2 separate regions of the Bicyclus anynana genome follow, and region 1 is linked to region 2. A link is a contact called in public Hi-C data. All regions are on one chromosome and are shown on one strand. Each heading gives the region's core, a stretch centred on a gene start, on an enhancer-like site or on the middle of the called end of the contact. The rest is flanking DNA. Distances are from core to core; before and after follow the strand shown. Region 1 overlaps LOC112045140. Region 2 holds the start of LOC112045140.

Evidence for each region. A called contact is a pair of places that touch in the nucleus more often than the background predicts.
Region 1: a contact with region 2 is called in a Hi-C map of whole body, with 3 times the contacts expected there. The contact joins the enhancer-like site here to the promoter of LOC112045140 in region 2. A contact is called at or near these places in 2 of 2 Hi-C or Micro-C datasets (whole body and whole larva).

The regions. Positions count from the first base shown.
Region 1 is chr8:2,395,942-2,399,234 of ilBicAnyn1.1, reverse strand. It overlaps LOC112045140, which reads right to left. Exons shown (of 16, transcript XM_052883154.1): 14 at 2,962-3,078; 15 at 1,956-2,177; 16 at 1-1,420. The coding sequence ends at 1,326. Among protein-coding and RNA genes, the nearest start is that of LOC112045110, 35 kb to the left of the region's middle. Within about 2 kb of position 2,019, at least 5 of the 8 cell types and tissues checked have open chromatin away from gene starts, as enhancers often do.
Region 2 is chr8:2,182,516-2,185,951 of ilBicAnyn1.1, reverse strand. It overlaps LOC112045140, which reads right to left and starts at 1,541. Exons shown (of 16, transcript XM_052883154.1): 1 at 954-1,541.

The sequences.
Region 1 (3,293 bases), core at 770-3,269, 210 kb before region 2:
AGACAAACTGTTAGCATAACCTTGAAACAGCGCAGTTCAACAACCTTGTACACAAGTCAGAAGTTACATCGTCCATTTGATCACGACCTGTCAGTAACGCAATAAACTTGCTGGCATATGCGTGAGTGTAACGAAATCAGACATAGTGGTGCCGTAACACGTTACGTTACGAAGCGGTTTAACCTCCCTCAAAAAAACTACAACCTTCAAAAAAAATACAAACTACATTTTTTCTCTCCACGAGAACAAGGTGATGTTGTTCTCTAAACAGAGAACACCTTGTTTTCTCAAGGACACGACAGAATTGCTCTCTGTCCGTATCTCTCAAGAAAAGGAATAAAAAACTGTTCTTTGAATGAATTGAAGATCATTCTGTTACTCATCTAGATGAAATTTGGGGCCTACACGTTACCGAAAAAAATACATGACGAAAATGTTATTTCTTTTGAAAACTTTCAGTTTATGATACAAATCAAAATCACTAAAAATAATAATTAGAATTCACAGGTTTTGTCATATACATCTTACATTATGTGCCATCACTACATCCTAAGTAAATCGGAATTCCCAGAACAGATGGACTATTTTTACTGGAGTTACTGTAACCAGTGGGGTAACTATAATTTTGAGGCCTGTGTTGAATTTCTCGAATGAGGACCAACCTCAATCTCAATATTTAGAACCAGATGAAATGAAATGATTAACATTCTTCGAATTTTGTGGTCCTCGGATATCCATCATGCCCAAAAGATCTAAACGAATCTATTGCTAAAATCTTGTAACAATAAAGATTTGTATTTGTTTATTTAGACTTACGAGTCTCTTTAGCTGGGGTCTCGCTTTGCCACCCTTTAGTAACGCCACTGATCACTACTCGTTTCTACCGTCTTTTTGTACACTTGTTGCCGTAAGCCAAAGTTCTTATGCCAGTCTTCGCAAAATTATGTTTGATTTAACTATTGTCTTTTTTATTTTAATTATTCGTGTCTTTGTAACTGTTGCACGCCAGGAGTGGTCGAATACATAATTATACTGTGTAATGTGTATTCTCAAGAAATAAATTAATAAATCAATAAATAAAGTTATAAAGGTGTTGACTTAACATTCTGTTAGAATCAAGAGTCAAACATGGGCTTTAATGGTCCACAGAAACTGAGCTATTGAATCAACAGGACAGTCTAACGTAGAATTAAAATTAAAAACATAAATAAATTAGTTTATCTCAGAGAGGACTACAAGTTGGGCGCGTCACAATAATGAAAATAAACCTAGTGTTGTGTCTGTGTGGTCAGCGTCCGAGACACTTCTAGCGGCTAGTGGTCATATCATCTGGAGGCGGTGCCCACCAGCAGCGCGATGAGCGTGATGGCGGGCGTGAGCCGCGTCGCGACGCTGTACTTGCTGCTCTGCTCGCACGTGCCTGCAAAATTAAATGTTTTAATTAATTTCCACCAAAAAGGCAAATCTCTTGTGTATATTAGAAAAAATGTGAAAGTATGTGTTAGGTCCGTCAAACTTTGTGAGACTAAGTTTACGCATTCTGTAAACTGAAAGAAAAGACTGTGCGACACCACTCAGTGTGTCGGGTGACAGTCACCGTTGCTGATGAGGACTGTGCGACACCACTCAGTGGACGGTGACAGTTACCGTTGCTGGTGAGGACTGTGCGACACCACTCAGTGTGTCGGGTGACAGTTGCCGTTGCTAGTGAGGACTGTGCGACACCACTCAGTGGACGGTGACAGTTACCGTTGCTGGTGAGGACTGTGCGACACCACTCAGTGTGTCGGGTGACAGTTGCCGTTGCTGGTGAGGACTGTGCGACACCACTCAGTGTGTCGGTGACAGTTACCGTTGCTGGTGAGGACTGTGCGACACCACTCAGTGTGTCGGTGACAGTTACAATTGCTTGTGACGACTGTGCGACACCGCTCAGTGTGTCGGGTGACAGTTACCGTTGCTGGTGAGGTTATAGGCCTTGTCGCCGTGTCGGCCCGGCAGCGCGTCGCGGTCGCACGCGCGCGGCACGGCGCTCAGCCGCACGGCGCCGCCCGCGGACTCGTTGTGGTGCGTGTAGCTGAAGCAGAAGGTGCGCGGGCGCGCGGGCGGGCGGGCGAGCGGCGCCGCGATCACGAACCCGCGCGCGCCCTCGCGCCAGCTGCCGTAGCACGTGTACACTGCGGGAGACGACTCTATCAGCACGAGCTCATTGTCGAAGTGATTACATGTAATGAGAACTGTATTAATATTTACACTAAAAGTAATTTACGGTACGGACGGCTTCAGTCGTGACGTTCGAGCCGTCCACATCTCTTGTTGTGTAATTCTTTATGGGATAATTGGGATAGGCGGGAAGAGTGACTTGAGTGGAAAACGAACAACAATTAAAGGATCCTTTAATCCTACACACAACTTTCACAAGTGCGTGACTTCACTCAAGGTCATTCTCTGCCGTTCTAGGGCTTATTTTGGTTACAGTTTAATTTGTTAATTAAGTTGTCCTGACAAATGTTGTGAATCATAAGCTTTGTTCGACATTAGTTTTCTTATTTTTGTAATCACTTTTGAGTCTGCTAAAAGTACACATTGGACGTTTGGCATTACGTCCAGCAGTCAGGAACTGATTGTCGGAACGGAAGCCCACGTATGAGCCCAGAATGTATCTACAAGCACGCTTCGAAACACCTACTGTTTATCTACTCGCTGTAATATTATAAACAGGAAAGATTTGTATTTTTGTATTTGCTACATATAAACTCGATAACTACTGGATCGATTTGAAATATTATTTTAACAATAGAAAGCTACATTATCAGGGAATATCATAGACTATATTTTCTTCCCGTAATCTAACGGGAATGGAAACCGTGAGACTCTGTTTATAATACGACTCAGTCTCAACTCAGTCTTATGTTTTAGATCTGAGTGTGCATGTATGTATCTTTGATATATTTGCTGTACCTGTGTTGGTGCAGGAGGACTTGAACTCGATGGTGTCCTGTCCCTGCCCGCAGCCGATGCTGGCGCTGTCGTAGTCGCCGGCCACGCACTCCGCCGCTGACTCCGACTCCGAGTCCACTGGAAATCATACATTATAATCATCAACAACCCACATTGAAGCAACATGGTGGGTTCCCCTTCTCCTATAAAAGCCTGTGCACACGGCGCGTTGCGTCGTCTCTCTGTCAATCCCATACATTTTTTTAGTTTTACATGCGTTAGCGTTTGTGCTCAGTTGTTTGTAAGGCAGCGTAGACGTCGTCACGCTGCCAGTCGTGTTAGTCGCTTTATGC
Region 2 (3,436 bases), core at 292-2,791:
TGTTCTGTGTTTAATATTCAGGTATATCTAATTTGATTCTAACTTCCTCTTACAAATAATCTAGGCATTCTTTCTTTAAATACTGGGAGTGGAAATCATATGTCCTTCAAATTACTTGTACAATAACTGAACTAAATGAAATGATTTCTAATTTAAAATAGCATGTTAGAGGATATTAACTAAACATAGAACATTATAGTACAGTGGATACAATCTGCCTCTGATTTCGGAGAGTGTGGGTTTGAATCTGGCCAGGGGCATGCACCTCCAACTTTTCAGTTGTGTACATTTTAAGATATTAAATATAATATGTCTCAAACGGTGAAGGAAAAACATTGTGAGGAAACCTGAAGTCTGCCAATCCACATTGGGCCAGCATGGTGGACGAGGACAAGGGGGGAAAATCGTGCTCAGCAGTGAGTCGAATATGGGTTGATAATAATGATATTATAGAATGTATTAAGATTAAACATAATATTACTGATTAATGATTTATTGTGACACTAAAATATAATTTAAATGTGAAATGTCAGTGATAACATCACTAAAATATATATCAGCAAATAAAGAACACCTCTAATACCATTAACAGCTTATCTATACCAATTTAATATAATCTGTATTGTTATATAGGTACTTTTCATGTCAAATGTCAAACAAAAGAAGATTTTAGCACTGATAAAAATATTGTATTCACGCGATCGGCCCTTTGTATCATCGTTTTTTTATGGTTACAGCAATTGACATAATTTAGTATGCAGGTCCGACTCTGTTTAATTATTCATGGTTCGTGATATTAAACTTTTTTGTTTAACAATGAGTAATTAGAAACAAAATAAAGGTAAGTACGACATTACGCCTAAATACTACTCATTTTGTGTGTGTATACCGTGTGTTTTTGCAATAACAGTAGAAAAGTCAATAAAACATTTTGATATAGTTTGTTTACTCACCTTATCGTGTTCGCTGAGAAAAAAATCTTCGCGATGTTTGAGTATCACCATAACTTTGATACCATTAAATAAATAGCACTGCGGTTTGCAAACAAATGAGAATTCTGAACAGCTTTCCGTAGCAAAATCGTACCGGCACAGTATTGAACGGAACCTTTATGAAACCATGGGCAAAATATGCATTTTTTATTATCTCTATCGATTTGGAGCCCGCCAGTGCCGTCGGTCGAAAAGTCACCGTAACGCGAGACCAGCTAAGCAGGTTCTTTTTACAAATAATATCACCACAAGCACCTTAGTAATTTCATTAATAACATCTGAAAATCGATTCCACAACAAGGTTCACGACAATTCAAATAGAAAGATTGCCGCAGCGTGTTAAATTCATTATTTTAGACTACCTAACAGCTTCCTACGACGCGATGAACACAGTTCTTTGTTTCGTACACATTTAATTAACTATAATATAGGTAAATGTATTATATTCCGATTGTTTCGAGTTAATTTTCGTATCATTTTTCTTTATACAATGGTTGCAAACAATAAGCCCAGTGGAAAACACGCACGTCCGACACAAGGCAAGTTCTTCATGACACTAAAATTTGTATAGATGTCGCGACTCGCGGTACTCGCGGCCATTATGGAAAATGGCGACAGACAGGAGCCGTCAAAATTAACCAAACGAAGTTAAACTTTATTTCATTTGCTAGAAAAACTAATTTCAAATGTTCAGTTATATTATTTAAAAACTATTCGATCGTATAAAACGGCTAATTCAAAAAGCCCCAAGCATTTATGATTCTACTATAATGGTATTGTGCTATTTGTATATTCGCATATTAAACTATAGTGTTTTATGCATTTTCTTGAAGTACCTAGTAAATTTTGAAAAATGGTTTTAGTATAAATTGTTATTGAATAGGTAGTGGATAGGTATTAGATACTTACCTATATATAATAGTTTACTAAGATTTATTGATTATTTATACTTACCTAGCATACTTAACTTTAATTTTAAGTTTTCAATTTTATTATTACCATTAGGTAGTAACGCAACCTGACGTTTCAAAATGTGCTAGTAAACTAAGCTTATGCATTATATTTGATCTTCTGTCATACCTACTATGTAAGTGCCTCCAGTCTCCCTCTCCACTGATCCGCATCGTAGGTAGGTACGTATCGGACTCATCGCATCAAACGGAAAGAAATCTTGTAGGTATCTTGGTATTAATTCTTTTCAAAATAAATTACCTACTTCAGATTCAAGACTCGCTCAATACCATTATTTAACTTTTGGAATTAATCAATTCGGACATTTCATTCGAAAGATATCAAAAGTACGATACTTGATAGTGTAAGAGTAAGCGTAGGGTCTACCCTACCCTTACCCTTACACTAGGGGTAGGATAGACTTAGAGAAGGGTAGGGGTAGGGAAAAAGTGAAGCTTGACTGGATCCGTAATAAGATATAGATAATAGAACTATGGTCATGTACCAAGGACGCAAAAAAATACCCACAGGCACCTTGATTGATGAGGAAAGAAATGTTCTCATTCCTATGTAGCGAAGGTGGCGAGGAAGTGGTGGGATGAGATGCTGCGTCGGAGTCATTTTCGCATTCTACAAACGGAGCAAAATCAGTTTTGTAGTTCAGTGTGTCTTTACTAATAACTAGCAGACGCCGCGTGGTGGTTACTGGCTCCTGTTACCGTTGGAATATGGAGACGAAATATAGCATCAGCGAAGTAGGGCTACGCCGACGTTTGCGTTATAAAGATTGGATTGGAGGTGCTACTTTTTTCAACCCACCCACAAACATCAATTATAGGCCGGGAGAGAATAACTGACGTCCCGGACCGGGGACTATATTAACGAATTAATTATGGTTTTATAATTGATTGATTGATAATAATTTTCGATGCATTTTATACTTGTATGCAAATAGCATACTAGTTTCTACATCTAGCGGCAAGAAATGTACCTTATATTAGATACTATAAAGTATAGATGGCGGTAGTGAAGTTAATTACATCGTAAATCCAAGACAAGAACCCAAAATTGTAGGTACAGTAATAATCGCATTTTACGATAGATGGCACTTTATTAAAATAATATGCAGCTTAGACAAAACATTTTAATTTTTACAGGTAATACACAAGTAATTTATTTATTTATTTTTTTATTTATTTATTTATTTTTAATAATAGTATTAGTATTATTATCGTTTTTTCGTCAACAACTGTCATTTGATTCGAATAACAGCAGTGGGTAGCAGTTATCTCCTCCCGAGATTGTCGGGTGGGGGTTCGGGCCTCGAGGCTCTTGACTTGAACTTGCTCTCTCGGTTCTTCCAGCTAAGGGGCTAAGGCATCTAAGCCTATGAGTCAAGTTTTTTGAGTGCTTCTGCGCGGACTGAGAGTCCTTGCTATCCAGCGCTGGAGCGGTGTTATGGCTGGTAGTTTGTCCCGTGCTGGTAGCGATTC